2 separate regions of the Zea mays genome follow, and region 2 is linked to region 1. The links are chromatin contacts, called in public Hi-C maps. All regions are on one chromosome and are shown on one strand. The core of a region is the stretch at or near the end of the contact, and the rest is flanking DNA. Distances in the headings are between cores, read along the strand shown.

What was found. A called contact is a pair of places that touch in the nucleus more often than the background predicts.
Region 2: a contact with region 1 is called in a Hi-C map of endosperm, with 4 times the contacts expected there. The contact joins the promoter of LOC103629697 here to the promoter of LOC100502196 in region 1. A contact is called at or near these places in 2 of 25 Hi-C or Micro-C datasets (bundle sheath and endosperm).

Annotation. Positions count from the first base shown.
Region 1 is chr6:105,425,443-105,430,801 of Zm-B73-REFERENCE-NAM-5.0, reverse strand. LOC100502196 reads right to left here and starts at 1,363. Exons shown (of 3, transcript NM_001196673.1): 1 at 1,227-1,363; 2 at 754-1,157; 3 at 1-256. The coding sequence starts at 1,302. It overlaps LOC100272962, which reads right to left. Exons shown (of 11, transcript NM_001147414.1): 4 at 5,251-5,359; 5 at 4,565-4,690; 6 at 4,279-4,402; 7 at 4,121-4,197; 8 at 3,967-4,019; 9 at 3,823-3,877; 10 at 3,142-3,323; 11 at 2,794-3,054. The coding sequence ends at 3,018.
Region 2 is chr6:105,778,993-105,784,500 of Zm-B73-REFERENCE-NAM-5.0, reverse strand. LOC103629697 (ubiquitin-NEDD8-like protein RUB2) reads left to right here and starts at 3,755. Exons shown (of 3, transcript XM_008650808.4): 1 at 3,755-4,111; 2 at 5,216-5,475. The coding sequence starts at 4,019. It overlaps LOC103631261 (phospholipase D Z), which reads right to left and starts at 3,285. Exons shown (of 7, transcript XR_004850231.1): 1 at 2,781-3,285; 2 at 2,376-2,580; 3 at 1,914-2,115; 4 at 1,614-1,807; 5 at 1,039-1,192; 6 at 288-912; 7 at 1-146.

The sequences.
Region 1 (5,359 bases), core at 114-2,613:
CGCCGCTTCTGTTAGGAGGAGGATCCGTCGTCGCCTTGGTCGCTCCGCATCGGGCCAGCTTTGCCCTGTGCTTTTTCCCTTGGAGGTGCTCGTTCAGGTTGGCCTCGCTGGTCGCGCTCACCTGGCAGATTGCGCAGCTCCATTGCCCGGAACTCGGGTCTTGTACTCCCGTTGGTTGTTGTTCAGTCGTTGTTGCGGAAATCGCAGCTGCTGCTTTCCTCTTCACGCCAGAAGCCTTTGTTGCTGATGAAAGAACCTGGAAACAGAAGGAAGAGTTAGTCAAGTCGGGCAGGAAGAAAAAGATCAAGGCGACAAGGAAGTTACTGCATAACTAGAAACTGAAATCCACATCACCACATGGAATAGTTTACTCGGTCTTCTCTGGTCCTCCATACAAGTTCACCAGATCAGATCTGTTATTTGGCTTCAGCGTTCAAGCTCCCATTTGATCTATGGGCAACGTTTCCTTCTAGATTGTAATCAGTTATTACAGAAAGTGACTACTACCATTGGCCTTTAAATGACAAGAAAAAAGCAAGCGCTTGCGCTTCTAAAGCGATCGAGAGTAAAACGGAAGTGCAATAAGAGATCAAACCAAAAAAAAGGAAAGAAATTTGAAAAGTGGTAATGCAGTAGCGCTAGGCGCCTTTAATGCCAAATGCCGAAAAGAATATGAACAACCAAAATGTCGAAGAAGAATACGAACAAGCAAGCAGCATGCATGGGCATTGAACGGCAATGGTGCTCCCTGACCTCGGAGCTCTCGCTGGGCGCGATCTCGCGCAGCCGGAGCGTATGCCTCGGCTTCGGCAGCAGGGACCACGTTCCCGTCTCACTGAGGAGCATCGGTTGCTCAAATCTCGCGAGCCGCCGAGGGCTGTCCCACGACATTGCCGGCGTCATCGATGGGCCGTCGGCCCTGGAGAACCGGCCTGGAGGTGGAGGTGGAGGCGGCACCGGCACGACGGAGCCGTCGGTCCCGAGGAACGGGGCGGGGCCAAAACCACCGTGGAGGCGGGCGCGCTCAAGGGCGAGCTCCAGGCGGACCTCCTCCTCGATGAGCCGGCGCTCCACCTCGCGTTTGATCCGCTCGCGCCGGGCCGCAGCCTCCCACTGCAACGGCGAGGGCGGCGGGTGGTCGCCGTGGAAGGGTCCGGCTGCGCGGGACCGGGGACTTTGAGATAGATGCTGCAAGTCTGGGGTCTCGATGGGAAGGGGGCGCTTACCTTGCTGTGCTGTGACGCGTCGATCGGGGGAAGGGCGGCGCTGCGTGCTGTTTCCTGCGCGGAAGCCGAACTCCATGGCTGCTGGGGGGTGGGGGACTGGCTCTGGCCGGCTGGGTTTTTGGGCCTTTGCCCTTTGGCTTTGGGGGACCGAGTGGAACTGTGCTCGAGCATTTTTATACCGGTGGCAGCAGCCAGGGGGACGCTGGGATGGGACCCGATCGGAACTGTGCCCGAGAGTTTTGCAATTATAGTTTCTTCCTACCACTCTACCAGATTATTATTCTCTAAAAATTGAAATGGATTTTGTTTATATTTTATTTCTTATTTTTTACCAATTAAAAGGACGGGTTTTGATTTAAAATATGAAAAATATTTATTTAATTTTTAACAAAAGTAAAAAATCATTAAATTTTAAAAAGGTACTTCATGACTTAAAGAGAACGAGACATAAACATATATCTCATATAATTCTAATCTGATAGCAAATATGTTTATTCATAAAGCGAATAAACTTGTTCATTTACATGAAGAAGAAGAATCAAGTTCATCAATAAGATAGCGGTATACGCCCAGTGCATGGTGGCGTACGACGGAAGGATGACCAGCGGCGATGCAAGAGAGAGATATGGGACGGTGGCAGCATCGAGAGCTTATTTAGAACTTCCTTGCTTCTTGTGTCATGGGAGTTGGCAAGAGTAAAAAAAAATGTCTTCTTTAAGAGATAGAGAATAAAAAAATAGAAATGGATAAAATAAAGCTACAATATTATCTTAGAGAAGTTTCATACTTATAATTACCATTTAAAAGTCTAAAAGTCACCTGAAGCTAGTACCGTACTATCTGTCTCAACTTACATGTCTTTGATCTTCTTGACACCAAATTTGATCGGCTCGTTTTATTCAAAATATTTATAAAAATATAGAAAAAATAATCTATAGTTAAAATAAATTATATGATAAACCAAATCATAATGAAAATAGTTAGTAATTATAAATTCTTTTTGAACAAGACAAGTCGGTCAAATATAGTGTCAAAAAAGTCAAACGATAGGAAAACTGGGACTGAGGAAGTACGAAGTGCAGTGCAGTGTGCCTGTGCGCTGCGTGAAATCGACTTTTTGAGCGGTGCTGCACTGCTCTAGCTGGTGCTGCCAGGGCAGTGTGCCTGTGCTGCCGCAGAGGCAGGCGCAGAAAAAGACGAAACCTGGAATCGATGGGTGGATGCATTGCTCAACCCCACACGCATTGACGCAAATAGCTCAATTAAATGGTGAAAGAAGAGCTCCAAAAACTAATGTACAAAAAATTCAAATAGCTCAAATAAATGGTAAAAGAAGAGCTGAATAGAGAAAATAAGAAGAGCTGAATAGAGAAAATGGTTGGAGAAAGGCTGAAAAGGGACCAAACATAAGGATTTAGGATGAAGAATCGATAGAGAAGGTGTCATCTATATCTATAGTTCCGCATCACCCTGCCCTACCGGAGACAGCGTGAGAGTCTAAGAGGGTAAAGGAGTGCAATTGTCAGCTCATGCAGTCATTCTGCTACGAGAGTAAGTACATGTAGATGACAAAACTCAAAAGGGGTCCGCTTGACCGGACAATAATTACTGTAACATCATTTCCACAAAAATGTACAGATAGGTGGTCAGGTAACCAAAAAATCACAACAGCGGGTTGTATTGAGGAACAGAGGGTGTCATCTATCGTACTCCCGTTTTACCCATGTCCAGCGTCAGGCCTATATGTACCAAGAGTCCAAGACTCCGAGAGCCATGCATGCCACGTCTTCGCTACACCTGCTTACCAGAGCCGTTCTCGTGGGCCCCACTGGTCATAAAAGGCTTGGTTAGCGTCCAAGGAAGATCGGTAGTGAAGAAAAAACAACGCTAGTTAACACAATCAGAGGTGACTCACTGGGTCTCACAGCACCCAGCGTCTCCAGCTGGTTCTGCACCGCTGGCGTCCTCGACCTGAGCAATCGGCTTCTTGAACTGCACCAGGATCATCGTCATGTTATCGCATCCCTCGCCGCCCATGGTCGACGGAGCCAGGCATCTATCGAGCACTCTCTCGCATACTGCCGAGAGGCTTTCCTCCTGCACTTCGTAACCTCTTTCCATGAGTAGGTTTTTTTTTATAAGAGGATGACCCCACTTATATTACTTTCATAACAGAAAAACAAAGTTCGAACCGCAACTTCTAGAAACGTAACAAGACCGAGGTGAAAGGATCTAACACCAAAAACAAGCAATGGGGCAGCTGGACGACAGTTTATCCAGATCTGTGGACAACCTGATTCAGGTATCCAACAGGAAAGCTAACCCACCATCACTGCAAGTATAAACAAGGAAAGCAAACAGTAACATGCCCAATCAGGAGGTAGAATGACAGAGACAGACCCGTAACATGCCCACGCAGGAGCATCAGGATCACATCACCAACCATACAAAAGGACGCAGTTCATTCAGTTTCCAGAAAGCATATGGCCAGGACAGCATCAGCATGAGCAATTGCCAAAGAAAGCCCCAAGGCAATCCGAAGATGGTGCTTACGATTTTCGAAAGGGCAGATAGTGTTAAACTGCTTGGTACTTACTGTGTCTATATGCTCGCGGATGAAATCGACCAACTGCTGGCTTGACATGCAGTCCCTAATAACCCAGAGGATACTGCTGTTACTTCTGACAAAAGCAATAATCATGTTGAAGCAAGAACCCCTTGTTATCAGGGAGAAATTTACCAGATGCCATCGCATGCCAAAACAATGAATTCGTCGTCATCACATAGCTCGACCTGCACGAAAGAACAAAGTCAGAATAACAGTCAACAAGAAGGGAACGCTAACTCGGTAAACTGCATAGCAGGGGTGCGAGACAGCTGCAGAATTTGCTCACAATGTTTATGTCGGGGTTCGCAGTCAGGATTTGCTTATCGGGGGGCAAGAACTTGTTTTGTTTGAACTTCATGTCTCCTGAAAAGGCATTTGGCATATGCAAGCAAGACCATCAGGTAAGGTGTCAGGTACGAACGAGAAGAAGCGAGTGAAGAATACCGATAGCTCTTGACAAGTTTAGATTTCCATTTACACGCCCCATTAGAACGAAACCGCCTGCACTCCGTATCCTCTCTCTCTCTGCCTCGAGCTCTGGTTTATGGTCTCTAGACAAATTGTATGCCTGTGTTTTGTGGAAGAAGTGAAAAAAATGAGAGGATCACACGTGAACTTTATTTCGAAATATAGCACAACCTTTGTACCGTGTTGTTTTTAGTGCAACTGCTAGTCGGGTGGTAACCCCTCCTATTTCCTCAAAAAAGAAAAAGGAGTAACAACAACTGACCTGACCATTCCTTGAGATGACACAGCGGGAGTCACCAGCATTTGCCACAACGAGTTGCTTATTTCTGATCAAAGCTACACAGGCTGTACTCCCACAATTTGGCCCAGTAAAATCAGAGTGTGGTCCCTGATAAAATAAATTTCTATAAGACTACCTGGGTGGCTGGGTGCTTGAAATGTCCATTTCCAACAAAAGAACTCACAATAAAGAGAAGAGAAATGCCAAAAATTACTTTCCAGCATCACAAGACACTCCAATTCAGGAAATTGGAACCCACTCTTCTAGAGTGAGCATTGTTATGCAACACAACCATCAATTTTAGGTGTTACACGAATAGACTTCCTTCTTATGCACAGATATCATTTTCAAGAATCAAGAGTTAACATTGTTAGGCAGCACAGGAATCAGTTTTAAATGTTAGAAAACAATTATTCTTATGCATGCCCTTCTTAGATCCTAAACCATCAGTGTTGCACATCTACTCAAGAATCATAAGTCTGCTCTCACATGAATGATTTTAGCAAAAGATAAAGAGAAACAAACTTTATTAATGATAATCCAGTAATGCATCACTTTCAGAAAGAAATACAATGACTGCCAAATTAATACAAAAGGCAGATGGCATGCTCTCGATGACATAGTAACATGATTATAGAATTATGGATCCATGCCAGTTCCACGAGTACCTCCTCAAAAGCCCAATCATCATGTCTATCATTTGAATCACTTGCTTTAGGAGACCAAATTAAGCCTTCTATTATGCCACTAAACTGATTTATCTTATCTCCAAGTGCT
Region 2 (5,508 bases), core at 2,506-5,005, 350 kb before region 1:
ACCTTGCCGCCACAGTGGTTGTACGCCGAAGACGCGCAGAGAACGTTGGAGTACAGTAGGCTCTTCAGGTATTTCTCGGTGTTTGGGATGAGATGCGCCCAGTAGGCGACGAGTAGCCTCACGGTCGCGTTCTTTGAGAATACTACCTGGCGAGAGTCAGTTTACCCTTGGTGTCAGAGCACTGCCTTGTTGCTAATTAGAGGTAGATTGAAGAAAAACCTTCAGAAAAGAGAGCAAATCTGGGTTTTTTTTTGCCAGGGTCAAATGTTGGATCCAGTTGTGAATACCTCTGAGATTGCTGACGATAAAGATGACCAGTAGACTGTTTGGGTAGCATACTGTGACTGCCCAAGCCAATCCATGGTATTCATTCTTACAATTCCCCCAAGCTTAACAGACTTGATGGTGTCAACCCACCCCTGCTCATCTGCTTGGAATCTGCCAAATGTCACCTGTGAAACAAGAAAAGATGAAACCAACGTCCCGAAATGCACTACTTACTAGATTAATTAGTCCCCGGGACCAGTTATCTTTTAGGTGCTGCACATAATTGTAATATGATGAGTAACCAATAACGTTAAATCATGTTTGTTTAAGTCCAACCGTAATCAGAGACCACACTAAAAACTGATACCGGTCTATTCAAACCTATTACCCATTACCATTTACGTTACAAATTATAAACCAAACAACACCTTATTATATTGCATGTCTTAATTCAATGTTTACGAAAAATTATGTCATATAAGTTAAGGTAATGAAACATGAATACTTAATGTATGTATATGAAAAATGTTGATGTATGGGTGAAAGTACAAGGTCAGTCAGATGACTTTTTTCTTAGGCCAACCAGATGATGTAGACAAACAAACTTGGCATCCTCGCACACTGAAAAATTCCATTGAATATGCACTGCATAAGTACATATCACCATGAATATCAATGAGTTTACACTAAAAGTTAGTTTACAAAAGCATCGATACACTGAAGACTACGGACTAGCAATACCTAGATGTCTATAATGTGCTACAAAGTTACCTCAGGTGGCGCAAAGGAAAGGTAGCTCAAGTAGTGCTCCTGAGTAGGTTTCTTGTACCCAGGGGTTTCAAACGAAACATCAATCATTTCAGGATTTGCAAGAGCTGGATATCCATCTACATATGGGATGTCAACTGAAAGTGGTATGGGTGACCTGTTCGCACATTAAGAATAAATCTCTTTATTTGATCTAGCAAAAAAAGTCTAAAAGGAAAATACCATGCTTGAATATTTTTAAGGCATTTGACGGAGCCACAAGACAGGATTTAATAAGTAATTAGCAGCCACTGAATCATTATAAAGATGAGTGACAAAGGTATAAAGGATCGTATGTACCGAGCATTTTCAGAATCGAAGATGGATCAGCACTAAGATAAATGCAGACAATATAGGTTAATGGATAGGTTGTACATAATTTATTTCCCATCTATGTACCAGCCATTTTTTTTCCTTCAAAATTGTGTGCTTAGATTGTACATAATTTATTGCCATCTATGTACCAGCCATTTTTCCCCTTCAAATTTGTGCACTAAGTAGTAGATCGCTGCATGTGACCTGCAGAGGGAGATGCAAACCTGCATCTTTCTTTGGGCTGTAGGAAATGAGACCAGCATGGAACCTTTCTAGAAACTTGCCACTGCGTATCCCAGGCTTGTTTGGTGTAAAAAGTTGAGTTGAGGGTTGAAAGCGTCCACAGGTTTTGAAAATAGACCTCCACAGTTTTTGCTATCTGTGGGCAACCAGCAAAATAAATCCCAAGCTCCTTAACCTGCAATGCATGTAAAAGTAGTGCCACACAGGTTTACCAAATTGTTTTTTTTTCTCAACACCATACTGCAAATTTAGCAGAGCCTGTTTTTTTTTGTCGGATATACCTGAGTAAGGGATTTCCAGTCGTTGTTTGCGGAACCTATATACACATCCTTCTTATCTGATATCCAGACCTTTGCGTGCACAACACCAGATCCCCACCAGTCCTCGAAAAGAACGGTTGCGTTCTCAACATTTGGTCTTCCTGCAGCCAGGTCTGCGCTCTCTTGGTCAAAATCAGGAGCAAATCCAGAGTGCTGGACAATCCTGAAATGATACCACAGCTTGTCAATAGAGAAACGAAATCTCTACATGGACACACTGTTTAGTTATTTATAAATGTTTTGCTTGTTTGCTTTATCACTTCTCTTCTTTGTGATTCAATTGTGACACCAGTTTTTCTGTTGGCCGATAACTATATGTCAATGTTCCAACATACTCTACTACTATTCCAATCATCCTATGGTTAAGTAATAATCACCAACATTATAGAAACTGACAGTTCAAGTATGATACTCGATACTTGCCTGATTTTGATCTTACGGTCTGCAGCATTTTCCAGTGCCTTGTAAACCCGGCGGCCCTCATCGGCCCCGAATCTCCTCATGTCACTCTCGGAAAACCCGTAGTCCCCCGATTTCGGATTGTTCGGCTGGGGCAAGAACTGCCAGTACTGCGCAAGGATGTCCAGACTCTTCGTTGCATTCCCCGAGAGCCACTGGAGCACATCTCCTGAGGTCAGGACCCACAGAAATCAGCAGCCCAATGGATGGATATACGTAGTGACGGCTGCAAGAAGCATTAGTAATTTCACAAACCCACTACCACCATCACCAGCTATGTATCACCAATTCAGCATACGCCTACTCCCCATTCCCCAAACTGGCAAACCCCCATAGACGAGAGAGAGAGAGAGAGAGAGAGAGACGAACCCGTGGATAGGACCCCGGGGATGCGGCTCAGGTGCGGCATGTCCGTGGGGATGGACTGCACCAACCACGCCTTGCAGGTGTCCGCGCCGGCGTCCGCCAACGGCGCCCCCCGCAGCGCGGCGGCAGCGACGACGAGGAGGAGGAGCCGGCGGCGATGGAGGGAGGAGGGCATGGCTGGTATCGTCAGCCCAACTATGAGGGAGAGTGTGAAGTCGTGTGCAAGTGAACTCGAATCGGAGGGTCAAACCTGTTTATGTGATCAGTAATCATGCATGCCGCACGCCAAATTTTAAAATGACAATTACACCTGCCAAATTTAAATGGACAGATCAAAGATCCACCAGGTCAACGCACTGCGCCTGCACGGCTGTACCGGTTGATATATTTTGACAAGGTAACGGAGAAACGAAACGCGCCGCCATGGGCGGTGGATCCGTGGCCGAAGATGCCGCCTCCATTGCTCCGATTTTTTCGCTCCGTTCAAACGTGACGGATGTCCACTGTTCAGGCCAAGCATATTCTCTTCGTATGGATTGGATAGAGTGGGACCATTCGTTCAGCTTTCTCCGTCTACAGTACACTCCAGCCTACTATTACTACTACTATATTTGAGTGCAAGCAAATCTGTTCTTTTGTTTCCCCTACAAACCAGTGGACAAGCACCTGCGATATAGACTAGTACACTTAGGTGTATGGCTATTTAAAGTAATTGTATAATTAGAATAAAAGATATATGTATTTTTCTATAGTGAGTAATTGATATACATAGAAATAGAAACAAGTAGGATAGGGTTTGTTGAAATTGAGCGGGGTGATTTTACATCAGGCATGATCAGCCTAGTCTGCGATACCATTCGAAATTCCGGACAGCTGGGCCAATACAAGGCCCAAATAAGTCTTGTTTTACGGTCCACTACATCTGGCAGCCACGTGCCCATGACAGCTGAAAGGCACTCCCCCGAGTCCCCTGGCTTCGAATCGGAGATGGCACTGGGGCCCACATGCAGCGGCCGCAACCTGACACGGAGGACCTCGATGCGAACATGAACACCTCCAGGTGCAAATATGCAAAACAACCACACGCCCTCTTCGCTTCCTCATTCCTCAATCATCATATTCTTCTTTAATCAACACTGCGAGAGCCTCCCTCCTCGTTCGGTTCGGACTTTTGCTTCGGCGACTTCACGCGGTAGGCCACCGTAAACCCTAGCCCCAGACCGCGGGTCGTAGCCAACGAGATGCAGCTCTTCATCTTGACGCTGACGGGGAAGACCATCACGGTCGAGGTCGAGAGCAGCGACACCATCGATAATGTCAAGGCCAAGATCCAGGTCTGCCACCCCTCCCCTCCCCCTTGTTCACCTCTACGACTCCCGATTCGTAGCCGAATTGTGTCCTTCGTGATCGGTGATAACATCGGAGTAGTCGTGTTGATTGCTTCATCGATTTGGTAGTTCCTTTAGTGCGGTTCTTACCCTTTGCGGGGAAATAGATCTTGGGATAGTGTCTATTGGCTGAAGTATGAAGATTCTCCTCATAACTGGCGCTTATGGTAATTTTTTGCTGGTTGGTATCGTGCCGTGTACTGTCGACACTTAAGCCTTATTCGTTGTGATGAACAAACAAATTTAGGAAATTTAGTACCTATAAACTGTTATGTGGTTATGGAAGATGTAATATTTCCACAAGCACCTAGCATAGAATTCTTTTCATAATAAGAATGTAAAGAGTTGACCCCATACTAATACTGAGTATCACTATTTATGGCTTTTACTCCCTCATTGCCAAATTGTAAGTCGTTTTGAGTAGCACAAACTATGCACCTAGATCCTAGAAAAACCAAAACAAATTACAATTTGGAATGGAGGCCTCCATATTGCATCATGGTTGCTACTTAATTAAAGGCCAAGCCATCTTTTTTTGTAATACTTCGTTTTGTATACTATGTGACTTAGTTTAGGAAAACCATGACTTTGATCTTACTTGTAACCCGGTCCCATTGCGGAATAACATGTTTCTTATCCTCTGTTAGGATTTGCAAAGTAGCGAGATATTCCTTATTTTCGCTTATGTTTTTGGAGTGCAACTGCTGCTTAGATTCTCAAACACATTTTAGGAAATAAAAGCCGACTTTGAGTCATTTCTGGTGAACAAAAAATTGCCTAGTCAAAAACCTCAATCGGAGCTAGCTTTGGATAACATTGTCCATGCTCAAGTAAATTTTATTTGCTAACACTTGTCCATGTTCAATATTTGTATCCCACACCTTTGTCCATGTGTGATCATTTTTCATGTATCATTTGTTTTGCCAAGTGCATTTAAATGTGAATCAAATTCCAAAACTTGTGATAATCAATTTTAAGTAACACTGATTCAGAGACAGGTGAAAGAATGCCATTCTAACTCGGCAGGGTATCTGACTTTGTATTTTTCAGGACAAGGAGGGCATTTTGCCTGACCACCAGAGGCTGATTTTTGCTGGCAAGCAATTGGAGGATGGGAAAACTTTAGCTGATTACAACATTCAGAAGGAGTCAACACTCCCTTTGGTCTTGAGGCTCAAGGGTGGAACTATGATCAAGGTGAAGACACTAACTGGGAAGGAAATCGAGATTGACATCGAGCCCAATGACACAATTTATAGGATCAAGGAGCGTGTTGAGGAGAAAGAAGGCATCCCACCTATTCAGCAGAGGTACTCTACTTGCCCCCAAAATCTAAATGAATG